2 separate regions of the Mus musculus genome follow, and region 1 is linked to region 2. The links are chromatin contacts, called in public HiChIP or PLAC-seq maps. All regions are on one chromosome and are shown on one strand. The core of a region is the stretch at or near the end of the contact, and the rest is flanking DNA. Distances in the headings are between cores, read along the strand shown.

Region 1 (6,583 bases), core at 997-3,496, 640 kb after region 2:
AGCTACTACACCTGGCTCCAAGTGGTTTCTACTAAGATAGCCAGGTTACCCCATCATAGCCAGGTTACCCCATCAATCATCTGCATGAGCTTCCTCTCCTAAAATGACCGCCAACTCCCAGGTCTGCTGGATTTGGAAAAGCTTAAGAGTTTCTTCCCGCTCGTCTCAAGTTCAAAACTACCAAAAACGGTTAACATATAACCGGCTTGCGGGTATAAAGTCATTTCACACATCTGTGCTTGCTGGATGAACAAAGCTAACTCATTTGGATTTTTTTTTGAGATGGGATCTCATGTAGTCCAGGCTGGCCTTAGATTCCCTGTGTAGCCAAGGATGGCTTTGAAAAGTCTCATCCTGCTGTCTCTACCTCCTAAGTACTGAGATCACAGGCTTGTTTCACCCTGTCCAAACCGCACACTGGCAAGTGTGTGTGTGTGTGTGTGTGTGTGCGCACTCGCGTGCACGCAGAGGGCTTACAGGGGCCAGAAGAGGATCCCCTGGAGTTAAAGGCAGTTATAGAGAACTGAAATGTGCGCTGGGAATTGAACTCTGATTCTCTGCAAATCAAGAACTCTCTTTTTAAAATTATTTTTCTTTTATGTACATTGGTGTTTTGCCTGCATGTGTGAGGGAGTCATATTCCATGGAAAAAAGTCAGAGACAGTTATGAGCTGCCATGTGGGTGCTGGGAGTTGAATCTGGGTCCTCCCGGTCTGTTTTGTGCCTTAAGAGTTTATTCCTTATCAGGTCTGGTTGGAGTAAATCTAGACTAGAGAGTCTGAGGAAGGTAAAATATATTCCTTGAAAAACCATCCCCAAGTGGACATCTGATATTGACCTCTCAAAGGTCATGGTCCACTTAAGAAAGGGGACAGGGTCTTGTTCTTCCGCGTCCCTGGGGCTTTCGAGCTCTGTGCTAGGAGGAGCCCTGGAGGAGGCTGAGGCCTGCTGGAGTACCACATCCATGCTGACAGGTGAGCACAGAACATGGCCCATGTGACATCTCATATCAGAACCGCGGCTGGATTACTGTTTCCTTTAGGACATCCCTTGGGGTCTGCTTACCTTGTTCCTCTCAAGTGGGGACGGAGATGAGGGTGCTCACTATTCCAGCCCCATTTGGAGCAAAGGGTATTTGCCTGGTGTGCACAGAGCCTGAGGTTTGGACATGGTGAAACAAGCCTGTCAGAGTGTGTGTGTGACTTACAGGGTCTCAGCTTGAAAACATCCCAAAGCCACAGGCCCTGAGCTGGGGAGGCCACACCTTTGTGTGCACAGAGCCATATTTGTGCTGGTTCCCACCTGAGCTGACACCTTCCTGTTCCAGAGTGAGGACTGTACCAGTACCAGGTTGAGGTTCTGTTTAGTGAGTTTATTTCTGTTTCTCACCATATATATATAATTTTCTCCATAGCCAGGTGCAGCTTCTGAGGTGGAGGTGGGTGAATCTCAGTGAGTTCAATACCAGGCTGGTTCACAATGAGTTTCAGGTCGGTCGTACAGAGCTACACAAATAAAATGTCTGCCAGTGGATGGTGGCACAGGCCTTTAATCCCAGTACTCTGGAGGCAGAGACAGGTGGATCCCTGTGAGTTTAAGGCCAGCCTGGTCTACAGAGTGAGTCCCAGGACAAGCAAGGCTACACAGACAAACCCTGTCTCGACAAAATAAATAAAATAAAATCCTCCCCCGGCCCCTTATTGTCTCTGTACTGTTATGAATCTTGCTTTTTAATTTTGTTTTTGCAAAAGATCCAGCTAGGGCTGGTTACAGGTGGTTGTGAGCCGCCTAATGTGGGTGTATGGGGATCGATCTTAAACCCCCTGGAAGAGAAATACGTGCTGTTCACCGCTGAGCCATCTTTCCCATCAATCTTTATCTGTAGATATGCTTTCTACCTTGTCTTTAATGTTCCAGGGGGGATTCACGGTGGGAGCCTTATAAATTCAAACAAGGTTTTTACGGATGTGCGTCTCAGGAAATGAGGGGTTTCTACCCTCTTGCAGTCCTCCTGCTTTGCTTTAGTGGTCCCTCCACCCTGGTCCTGATGTCTTTATGCAGCGGTGATGCGTCCGGGGCGGGAGCACGGAGGTCTCTCCCAGGCCGCTGGGCAGTCGGCTGGCAGGTGGCTGGCTGAGTTCACCCCGCCCCCGGCCCTAGCCCCGCCCCACTGCTCCACGCGCATTGGCGCGACCAGCTGTCTCTCTCCGCGCTGGGGAGGGGGCGCGCGGCTGCGGTCCCTCTGCAGAGGGCTGCGCGCTCCGCGGTCTCCGGGGCTCTCCGTTGTTTGGGCCCGTGCTCCTCGACCTCGGGAGCAGAGCTGGCCAGAGACCGCGACGATCTGGGTAAGTAGAGGCAAGACTAGAGGCTCTGGGTCAGAATCTGGTGCACTGAGCCCTGGTAACGGCGGCAGACCCCGGGTCCTGGTCACCAGATTGTGAGGGACACGACTGCAAGGTCGCCGATCCTCAGACGGCTCCAGGTGGGTGACCCTGGGCTGTTCTGCCGCCCGCTCGCTTCGCACGAGTTGCAGCTGCTGCTTTGGCACCGGCTGCCTACCTAACCCTTTTCCTTTAGGGGTTTTCTGGGGAACTGTGATTTTCGGCTCCGGGCTATGATAGTTCTGCAGATAGCTTGAAGCTGGGCTATCTATTCCACGCCCCCGGTATTTTCCTTTCTGAGCACTTTATCCTGAGCTCTGTCTCCTGCCATAGGGGCGTCAAGCTTGGAGAATCCTTCCTCCAGGAGGAAGCTTCGCGGTTCGTGTCTAGTGCTGGGAAGGGTTCCTTGCTCTGTTCAGATAGTGGTTGCTCTCTGTTGCTCAAGGGGAGAAGGGTGGTGGTTGTTTTCTGTGGTCTTGGACAGGAGATTCTGCCAGGAAAGGACAGCAGGGACTTTAAGGTTTCCAAGACAATAATGGTCCTCTCGAAGGTAAAGGTGAATCATTTGCAGTCTTAACACTCTGCAAAGTTTTAATGCCTGCAGGCTGCATCCTTTCCCTGCCTCGCCTACACTTGTTGGGGTGTTGATCTCTACAGTGATGTACATTAAAAGAAACCTCTCGTGCAACCATCTAGGCCATTTAGGTTAGTTTCAGAGACTTTCCGGAATATAATCTCATTTGAATATTTCTTCTATTAATACACACACTTAGAAGGAATGATCTCTAGAGCGCTGGAGGCTCAGGGAAAGAAGACGTGGAAGCCATTAAGACTGGGTTCTAGTTCTAGTGCTAGGGTGTGTGAGGAGAGACTGCAAATGTTATACTGGTCCCATCATTCTAGAATTTTATGTTTCTTTGTAGAAAGATGAAGCTTTCAATACTTACCCTTAAAAAAACAAAAGAAAAGCCTTAGCTCTTAAAACGGTTTTTCAGGGTTCCAGTTCTACAGAGAATTGGGAACTGGTACCCAAGTGAAAGCTCTGTGAAGAATATGCATGAAAGGCTCCCCTGCGCCTAACTCAGGGCTCAGCACCTAAAATGCACGGAGCTGTTGTTAGCTAGTCATTCCAGGTCCTCATTCCTTAAGCCTTGCCATTCTGTGGACTATTACTTTTTTTGGTGGCACTGGGGCTCAAACCCAGAATCTTGTGGCACGTTAGGCCAATGTTCTGTCACTAAGCTATGTGTCAGTTTAGTTTTACATGTTTTTCTGAGACAGGGTCTCACGTAGCTGGTGCTGTCTTCAACTCTACTATGTAGCTCTGTGGATGGCCTTGATTGAGACTCCTGCCTCCACCTCCCACTTGCTGGAATTACAGTCACGCGTGGTCACAAGCAGCCTCAGATTAGCATTTTAAAGCAATTTACTTTCTCTTGGACCTCGAGGCGCAGTGAAAGAACGCAGTTCAGAAACAGGCAGTCTTGGGTTAAATCTGAGCGCTGTTGCCACCGACAAGCTTTGTAGTCTCAGGCAGGCAGACTGCTTAACTGCAGATGGAGATATCACCACCTCCTCACTCTGCAACACTGCGGTGCAGGTTAGAGATGTATGTGAAAGTGCTCAGCGCTGCTGCCTCGTACACGGGAGTCGCGCAACCGACGTTGGCTGGAACCGTCACTAACTTACCTCCAGCTGTGTGCAGTTACAGTGGGGAAACATGAGTAGCAGGCACTTCACTGAAGATGTCAAAGTTACACAACGACTTTTAAGAGTAGAGAATGACAGCGATGCTAGATTTTTTTTTTTTCTGAGAGTATGTATGGAAAGTAGCGCCTCCTTGGTGAAATGTATGTACATTTTTAGAACAGAAACCTTATGCTACAATAGAACGAACACCAGAGAGTCAGATTTTCTACTTCTAACTCTGGCTAGGTCCTCATCTAGCTGAAGGCTTTCTGCAAGCTCTAGCTGCCCACTGGGAGCTCACGTTGATCATTAATTCATCGTGAGCCATCTCCCATGTCCCTCGTAGTACCAGCGTTCTTCGTGGTATGTGATGAGACAGTACTCAGGCTTCCCTACCACACTGCCCTCTCTTTTCTTGTTATTTGCTAAACTTTCCATATGGGACCATAAACAATTCTTGGAGAAGATAACTGGGCACACTAGCAGAGTGACCTCAAACAAAATCTGAGCAAAATGAGTTCACACTCAAATCTTTTTGATAGGGTAAAACCAAGCCTCGCTTTTTAGCCCTAAGTTGTTGTAGTATGTACTTTCTGTGGAATGCATGCACCATATGATACAGTTTATATTAAAAATAATAGGCTTCCTCCAGGCAGTGGTGGCGAACGCCTTTAATCTCAGCACTTGGGAGGCAGAGGCAGGTGCATCTCTGAGTTTGAGGCCAACCTCATCTACAGGGTGAGTTCCAGGACAGCCAGGGCTACACAGAGAAACCTTGTCTGGAAAAACCAAACAAAATAACGTAATAAAATAAATACCCTGAAATAAACCCTACTTTTTTCTCTCATCAGGTTGGGCTTCAAATAAAGAAGAAGTTGAGCCAGGAAAGTGCTTTCATTCAAAGAGTAAATTAAAAGAAGACACCGTGAGGCTCAGATAAACAAGGCGTTCGTGTCCTGAAGAAGTCACAGAAACAGCTGTGGTGTGAGGGGAGAGTGGACACGTAGGAGAAATCGGAGCTGGTGTGATATTTCTGTCACAAAAGACTTTCGGAGGAAGGGAAAAGACACGTTTCTAGAGAATGAAAGAGTGCAGCGTCAAAATGGAGACCAGCGTTTCTGAGATTCAGGTAGAGACGAAGGACGAGAAGGGACCAGTAGCAGCCAGTCCTCAGAAAGAGAGGCAGGAGAGAAAAACAGCCACACTCTGCTTCAAGAGAAGGAAGAAAGCGAACAAGACAAAACCCAAAGCCGGTTCCAGGACTGCTGAGGAGACAAAGAAACATACCCCCGAAGCTGGGGGCTCTGGTCAACGGCAACCAGCGGGTGCCTGGGCCTCCATCAAAGGCCTTGTGACACACAGGAAAAGGTCCGAGCCTGCAAAGAAGCAGAAGCCGCCTGAGGCAGAGGTGCAGCCCGAGGATGGGGCTCTTCCTAAGAAAAAGGCAAAATCCAGACTTAAGTTTCCTTGCCTAAGATTCTCAAGAGGGGCAAAGAGAAGTCGTCATTCCAAACTCACAGAAGATTCAGGCTACGTCAGAGTCCAGGGAGAGGCAGACGATTTGGAGATAAAAGCCCAGACCCAGCCAGATGACCAGGCAATCCAGGCTGGGTCTACCCAGGGCCTACAGGAAGGTGTGTTGGTGAGAGATGGTAAGAAGAGCCAAGAATCACACATAAGCAACAGCGTCACCTCGGGAGAGAATGTGATCGCCATAGAACTGGAATTAGAAAACAAATCTTCTGCTATCCAGATGGGAACTCCTGAGCTGGAAAAGGAGACTAAGGTGATCACGGAAAAGCCAAGTGTGCAGACGCAGCGAGCAAGTCTACTTGAGAGTTCAGCAGCAGGCAGCCCTCGGTCAGTGACTTCTGCTGCTCCTCCATCACCAGCAACCACACATCAACATAGTCTGGAAGAACCCAGTAATGGCATCCGGGAAAGTGCCCCAAGTGGGAAAGATGACAGGAGAAAGACTGCTGCTGAAGAAAAGAAATCAGGAGAGACTGCACTGGGCCAGGCAGAGGAAGCTGCAGTTGGCCAGGCAGACAAAAGGGCACTAAGCCAGGCCGGAGAAGCTACAGCGGGCCACCCAGAGGAAGCTACTGTGATCCAGGCAGAGAGTCAGGCAAAGGAAGGGAAACTGAGCCAGGCAGAGGAAACTACAGTGGCCCAGGCAAAGGAAACTGTATTGAGTCAGGCAAAGGAAGGTGAACTGAGCCAGGCAAAGAAAGCTACAGTTGGCCAGGCAGAGGAAGCTACAATTGACCACACAGAGAAAGTCACAGTGGATCAGGCAGAGGAAACCACAGTGGGTCAGGCAGAAGAAGCTACAGTTGGTCAGGCAGGGGAAGCTATATTGAGCCAAGCAAAGGAAGCTACAGTTGTTGGTCAGGCAGAGGAAGCTACAGTTGATCGGGCAGAGGAAGCTACTGTTGGTCAGGCAGAGGAAGCTACAGTTGGCCACACAGAGAAAGTCACAGTGGATCAGGCAGAGGAAGCCACGGTGGGTC
Region 2 (6,866 bases), core at 1,071-3,570:
GGCTATGTAATACTTTTTGCTCCCAACCCATGGGAAAATGCTCTGAACAGAGATAAGTAAATCCCAGGTTCTCATACTTGACAGCTGAGATAAGGAACGGGAAGGATTACAAAGCTTTGCTGAGTCTTGCATTTGCTGAAGATCGTCCTGGAGATAAATCACCCAGTAAGAGGAAATGGTTAGGATGGGTTTCTGTTTTGTAGTCCCTCCCTAGATTGCCCTGGCTGGCTTTGAACTCAAAATCATGCTTCTACCTCCTGACTGCTGGGATTCTGAGCTTGTGTCACCAAGACTGGCCTTCACCTTTTGTTTGTTCCGTGTTGCCAGGAGTAGAACCTATAGCATACTAGGCTCTACCCGTGCATTCACACCCAGCCTCTGACCTTCATTTCTTATGTACAAGAAGTCCTCTGCCCAGAATTAGGAAACTGGAGGTTTAAAAAAATGAGGATGTTTCAATCCTACTTAGAAGGGGGAACAAAATATTCAAGGGAAGTAGAGGGTGAGGAGGGACTTTGGAGGAAGAGAGGAGGGGGGCAATGAGGGGCAGAATCAGGTATGGGAGGAGATGGAGATGTACAGAGGGTCAGGAATTTGAACAGAGGTATGTAGCAATGGGGGATGAAGAACTGGGAGTAGCAACTAGAAAGTCCCAGATGCCAGGAAAGCAAGAGCCTCTTAAGACCCCACAGGGATGACATTAGCAGAAATACCCCAAAAAGGGGAGGGAGAACCTGTGGAGACCATATCCAGAAGTTAGGCATGCCCCCCCCCCCCAGTTGAGGGATGGGACCACCTACCCATCTCCAAAAATGTAACCCAGAATTTTTCCTTTCTAAAGAAAATACAGGGACAAAGAGTGGAGCAGAGACTGAAGGAAAGGCCATGCAGAGACTGCCCCACCTGGGGATCCATCCCACATGCAGACACCAAACCCAGACACTATTGTGGATGCCAAGAAGTGCTTGCTGTCCAGAGCTTGATACAGCTGTCTCCTGAGAGGCTCTGCCAGACCCTAACCAATACAGATGCAGATGCTCGCAGCCAACCATCAGACTGAGCACAGAGACCCCAATGGAGGAGTTAGGAGGGACTGAAGGAGCTGAGGGGATTTATCTGACATCAATAGGAGGGGAGGCCGTTGGTCCTGTGAGGGCTTGATGCCCTAGTGTAGATGAATGCTAGGGCAGTGAGGGGGGAGTGGGTGGGTAGGGGAGCACCCTCATAGAAGCAGGGTAAGGGGGGATAGTATAGGAGGATTACAGAGGGGAAAACGGGAAAGGGGATAACATTTGAAATGTAAATAAATAAAATATCCAATTTTTTAAAAATGAGGAATCGAAACCAAACTGCAAAAAAAAAAAAAGAATATGAACTGCTACTTTTTCTTTTAGCGAGGGCACAAGTTGGTCTTAAACTCACTGTGTAGCCCAGGCTGGCATGAAACCACAATCTTGGTTCTACAGTACTGCATCTTTTGTATCCAGGAATTTGCAGAAAATGTTGTCTTAGTTAAGGTTTCCATTGCTGTGAAGAGACACCATGACCAAGGCAACTCTAATAAAGGGCAACATTTAATTGTGATTGGCTTACAGGTTCAGAGGGTCAGTCCATCATCACCATCATGATGGAAAGGAAGCATCTTGATGGGATGCTCTAACCCAGGAAGCCATGGCATTGGAGAAAGCGCTAAGAGCTCTAAATCTTGATCCCTTGGGAGCAGAGAGTGTGTGTCTGCTACTTTAGAGGTAGCTTGAGCATAGGAGATCTCACTTCCCCTGGGATGCACTTCCTCTAACAAAGCCACAAACCCTAATAGTGCCACTCCCAGCCGGCCAAACATCCAAACACATGATTCTATGGGGCCCATAATGATTTAAACCATCACAAATGTGTTCCCTTTGAAATATGTTTCAGGCAGGGCACAGGGAGACATGCCTTTAATCCCAACACTCAGAAGGCAGAGACAGAGGGATCTCTGTGAGCTGAAGGCCACCCTAGTCTACGTAGTCACTTCCAGGACAGACAGGACTATGTAGAAAGACCCCCGTCTCACACACACACAAAAGGTCTTAGTGTGGAGAGTTGGCTCATCAGTTAGTTAAAAGTGCTTGCTGCTTTTGTGGATGACCTGGATGACCCAGGTTCCATTCCCAACATCCATGTAGAAGCTCACAACTTGGTAATTCCAAGCCAAGGGAATCAGAGGCCCTCTTCTGACTTCTTTGGGCACCAAGCACTCACAAAGTGCACACATATACATGCAATGGTTTGTATAGGCTTGGCCTAGAGAGTGGCACTATTAAGAGGTGTGGCCTTGTTGGAGTAGGTGTGTCATTGTGAGCATGGGATTTAATACTTTCAACCTAGCTGCCTGGAAGCCAGTGAAGATGTAGAACTCTCAGTTCCTCTTGCATCATGCCTGCCTGGATGCTGCCTTGCTCCTGCCTTGATAATAATGGACTGAACCTCTGAACCTGTAAGCCAGCCCCAGTTAAATGTTGTCCTTATAAGAGTTGCCGGGCTGGAGAGATGGCTCAGCGGTTAAGAGCACTGACTGCTCTTCTGAATGTCCTGAGTTCAATTCCCAGCAACCACATGGTGGCTTACAACCACCTGTAATGAGATCTGACGCCCTCTTATGGAGTGTCTGAAGACAGCTACAGTGTACTTAAATATAATAAATAAATAAATCTTAAAAAAAAAAAAAAGAGTTGCCTTGGTCATGGTGTCTGTTCACAGCAGTAAAACCCTAAGACAATATATGTAGGCAAAACACTCATTCACATAAAACAATAAAATAGAAACATTTTTAATGCATGTGTGTGCATGTAGTGATGAGAGGACATGTTCGAATGTCCTCAGAGAAACTATCTACTGCCTTTAAGACAGGATATCTCACTGGCTCCCCACTTAGGCATCAGCAAGCCACAGGGGTCATCCTCCTGCCTCCGAGTGCTTGGATCACAAAAACCACCACTATGCCAAGTTTTTAAGTAGATTCTAAAAATCAAACTCAGGTTCTCATGCTTGCAAGGCAAGTGCCTAACTGACTGAGCTTCTCCCCCCCCCCCCCCCCAGTCCTCTTTCTCCTTAAACAGAATCAATTCAAATAGTGTTTGCCAGCTATTCCATGCTACAAACATTCTAGGTCCCAGAAGACAGTGTTAAAGTCCCTGTTCTCATCTGAGAATCATGTTACATTCAAAGGGGTTTTCCGGCTAACTTTGTGGTAGTGTTCACTGTCGTCTACACTTGAATCTGGGAAATATCTGAAGGATCCTGTGATTTGAGAACAGTGACTCTCAACTCAAAATCTAAAGCAGATTTCCATTTAATGCATGTGCTGTGAGATTTAGAATCACTGAGGAAACTAATCTCTGGAGTTGTCTGTGAAGACTTGTCTGGATTGAGTTAACTGAAGTAGGACACACCCAACATGGATTGGGGGTCTGAGACTGAATAAAAAGGGGGAAAGGAGGCAGAGACAGGGCTGATCTCTGGGAGTTCCAGGCCAGCCAGGGCTACAAAGTGATACCCTGTAAAAACAAAATGAAACAAACAAACAAACCGAAACCTGAGCATGAGCAGTCATGGGTCTCTCCTCCCTAACTGGATGCAATGTGACAGGCTGTTGCCTCCTATGCCTGCCACCAACACCCCTGCCCCTGCCCCACGGTGGAAGGTATTCTTTGAGATACAGTTACTATGTAACCTAGGCTAACTAGCCAAATAAACCCCTGAGTTGCTTTTGTCAGATATTTTGCACTTCAACAAGACAAGTAGCCAATGCACTTATAGCACACTAAAGAACAGCAGAATACAGTACTTGTTGTAGACACCCTAAGCCACGGTGGCTGAAAATGAATGCTGGGATAATGCTGAGAAGGAAAGAATTGGGTGTGTGGTAGGGCATACCTATAATTCCAGGAGTCTAGGAGTAAAGACAACAGGGTCAAGAGTTCAAGTTCATCCTTAGCTGTATATTGGAGACCAGGCTGGCATGTATATATATATATATATATATATAAACCTTTTGTCAAAAATAAAGTAACACAGAAAGTGAGGATTGTGGAGAGTGATGGAGTAACAGATTTGTTTGATTGTTTGTTTGTTTGTTTGTTTGTTTGTTTTGTGAGAAGCCTTAGGAGATTGCATGTTTGCACATGGGGTGTGTGTAGTGTGTGTGTGTGTGTGTGTACATACCAGCTTTAATTTTTTTATATTAAATATATAACATACATATGTATACGGGATGTGGATATGAGGATATACATTATATATGCATATAATTATTGTGTGCTTTACCTGTATGTATGTGCACTGGTTGAGTTTGTGTGTCAACTTGACACAAGCTGGAATTATCACGGAGAAAGGCATCTCAACTGAGGAAATGCCTTCATGAGATCCAGCTGTAAGGCATTTTCTCAATTAGTGATCAAGGTGGGAAGACCCATTGTGGGTGGTGCCATCCCTGGACTGGTAGTCTTGGGTCCTATAAGAAAGCAAAGCCGGGCATGGTGGTGCACGCCTTTAAACCCAGCACTTGGGAGGCAGAGGCAGGTGGATTTCTGAGTTGGAGGCCAGCCTGGTTTACAGAGTGAGTTCCAGGACAGCCAGGGCTACACAGAGAAACCCTGTCTCAAAAAAACAAAAAACAAACAAAAAGAAAGCAAGCTGAGCAAGGCAAAGCAAGCCAGTAAGTAACATTCCTCCATCGCCTCTGCATCATCTCCTGCTTCCTGACCTGCTTGAGTTCCAGTCCTGCCTTCCTCTGGTGATGAACAGCAGTGTGGAAGTGTAAGCTAAATAAACCTTTCCCCTCCAACTTGTTCCTTGGTTATGATGTTTGTGCAGGAATAGAAACCCTGACTAAGACAGTATGTATGTATGGTATGTGTTTTCAGTGCCCGAGGAGACCAGAAGAGGGCATAGAATCCGCTGGAACTTGAGTTACAGATGGTTGTATGTGGTCATGGAGTGCTGTGAATCAAACCCTGGACCCTCAGGAAGAACAGCCAGTGTTTTTACTGGCTGAGTCACCTCTCCAGCTCCAACCTCTTCAAGTTGTTTTCATTCATCTGTCTGTCTATCTATCTATCTATCTATCTATCTATCTATCTACATATCTATTATTTTAGATAGAAAGTGTGTTATTGATCTCAGTTGTCATCTCTATATGACTGTTAAAGCTGGATGTTCATTGTTTTAGCCTAATTCTCAGGAAACAGAGATGAGATGGCAGTTCTTATGCCATCGAAGCTCTTGAGAATGATCTCAGTTGAAACCTTTAAGAGAGAGGAAACAATAGGATGGGGAAGAGACTATGCAAAAATGCAAGATCAATCAGGTTGTCTTAGTCAAAGTTCTGGTGCTATGAAGAGACACTGTAACCATGGAAATTCTTATAAAGGAAACCATTTAATTGGGGACTGGTTTACAGTTTCAGAGATTTAGTTCATTATCCCCATGGTGGGAAGCATGGCGGCAGGCAGGCAGAGACAGTAGGTGACAGTTCTACATTCAGGTCTTTAGGCAGCAGGAAGAGAGAGACGGAGAGCAACTAACTGGTCCTGGCTTGAGCATCTGAAAGCCCAAAGCACACCCGCAGTGGTACACTTTCTCCAACAAGGTTACACCCATTCCAACAAGGCCACACCTCCTTATCCTTCTCAAGAAGAGCCACTCCCTAATGACCATGTATTTAACTATATGAGCCTATGGGGGAGGGGAGGGGTATTCCTATCCAAACCACCACACAGGTCTTTGCTAAGTTTGGCAAAGGTTGGGACTTCTGGCCTTCTGCAGTCGATAATCATTCAGAACCAACCTATAGGCTGCCAAGGAAGTAGAAAAGTAGGGGGAGATGCAACCTTCCAACTGAGTAGCTCCCAACATTCAAGATCAGTTCACCCAAGTGGAGAGAGAGAAGCGCACACTGATGCTTATCAAGGGTCCTGTGGCGGTCTAGGCAGGGTACTAGCATTGGTTTTGAGAGCTTAGGTTAGTTAAAGCTAGACAGTGTAATGGGTAAATCTTTACTTAATCATCATGCAGTGTGCCCATAACCTGACAGCAAGAAACAAACACAAAAACCTCACACTCTTACCCTTGAATGCCCCTCACTTGCATAACCATCTGTATCTCATGAAGATGCAGGCATCCATCTGAATACTGAATATTAATGGCCATTAGTAAAGGAAACACAAATAGAAGCTCTAATATTGACTTGCTGAATCTCAACAAGTCATTTTGTGAACCCCACTTGAAGGTCACTACACCTCTCTTTAATACTCTGGGAATACAACCAAACATAGTTTGTGAGACTGAAAACACTGATCTACATCTCTCCATTCTCCCTTCCAATGTTATAGCTGGCCCTTGCTTCCATATTTTCCCAGTGTCTTCACACAATACATAGACACCTCCACACTCACCAGAGTCCCCCTTTCCAGCACCATCTTCCTACAGGCAACATGTCCACAATCAGGCCAGTGGTGGCGATCCGTGCCTGTAATCCCAACACTAGGGAGGTGGAGGCAGGAGGTTCAGGAGTTAAAAAGTCATTCTGAAACTGTATAACAAGTTCAAGGCCAGCTTAAGCTACATAAGATCCTGTCTCTAAGAAACAAACAAGGTCCAGAGACATGACTCAGTGGATGAAGGCACTTGTACCAAGCCTGACAGCCTGAGTTTGATCCCTGGGTTCCACATAATGAAAGGAGAGAACTAGCTCACAAAAGTTGTTCTCTGACAGTCACGTGTAGCACATGATCACCACCACCCACAAATAAAGAAATATAAGAAATATACGAACAAAAATAATTTTAAAAGAAGCCAAAGCTGGGCATAGTGGCACACGCCTT

Evidence for each region. HiChIP or PLAC-seq counts read pairs in DNA pulled down with a chosen protein or histone mark.
Region 1: an H3K4me3 HiChIP or PLAC-seq map of bone marrow-derived macrophages shows a contact between it and region 2, with 5 times the contacts expected there. The contact joins the promoter of Akap5 here to the enhancer-like site in region 2. A contact is called at or near these places in 1 of 39 promoter capture datasets (the HPC-7 cell line), 1 of 115 datasets of contacts at active chromatin or transcription factors (bone marrow-derived macrophages) and 1 of 9 other capture datasets (embryonic stem cells).

Annotation. Positions count from the first base shown.
Region 1 is chr12:76,322,645-76,329,227 of GRCm38.p6, forward strand. Akap5 (A kinase (PRKA) anchor protein 5) reads left to right here and starts at 2,247. Exons shown (of 2, transcript NM_001101471.1): 1 at 2,247-2,345; 2 at 4,922-6,583. The coding sequence starts at 5,173. It overlaps Gm40443 (a long non-coding RNA gene), which reads right to left and starts at 520. Exons shown (of 3, transcript XR_001780628.2): 1 at 1-520.
Region 2 is chr12:75,687,406-75,694,271 of GRCm38.p6, forward strand. It overlaps Gm34717 (a long non-coding RNA gene), which reads left to right. Exons shown (of 3, transcript XR_381697.2): 3 at 842-859. Among named protein-coding and RNA genes, the nearest start is that of Gm40890, 11 kb to the right of the region's middle. Within about 2 kb of position 2,321, at least 16 of the 459 cell types and tissues checked have an H3K27ac peak or open chromatin away from gene starts, as enhancers often do. A contact at or near this core is called in bone marrow-derived macrophages, where this site is marked.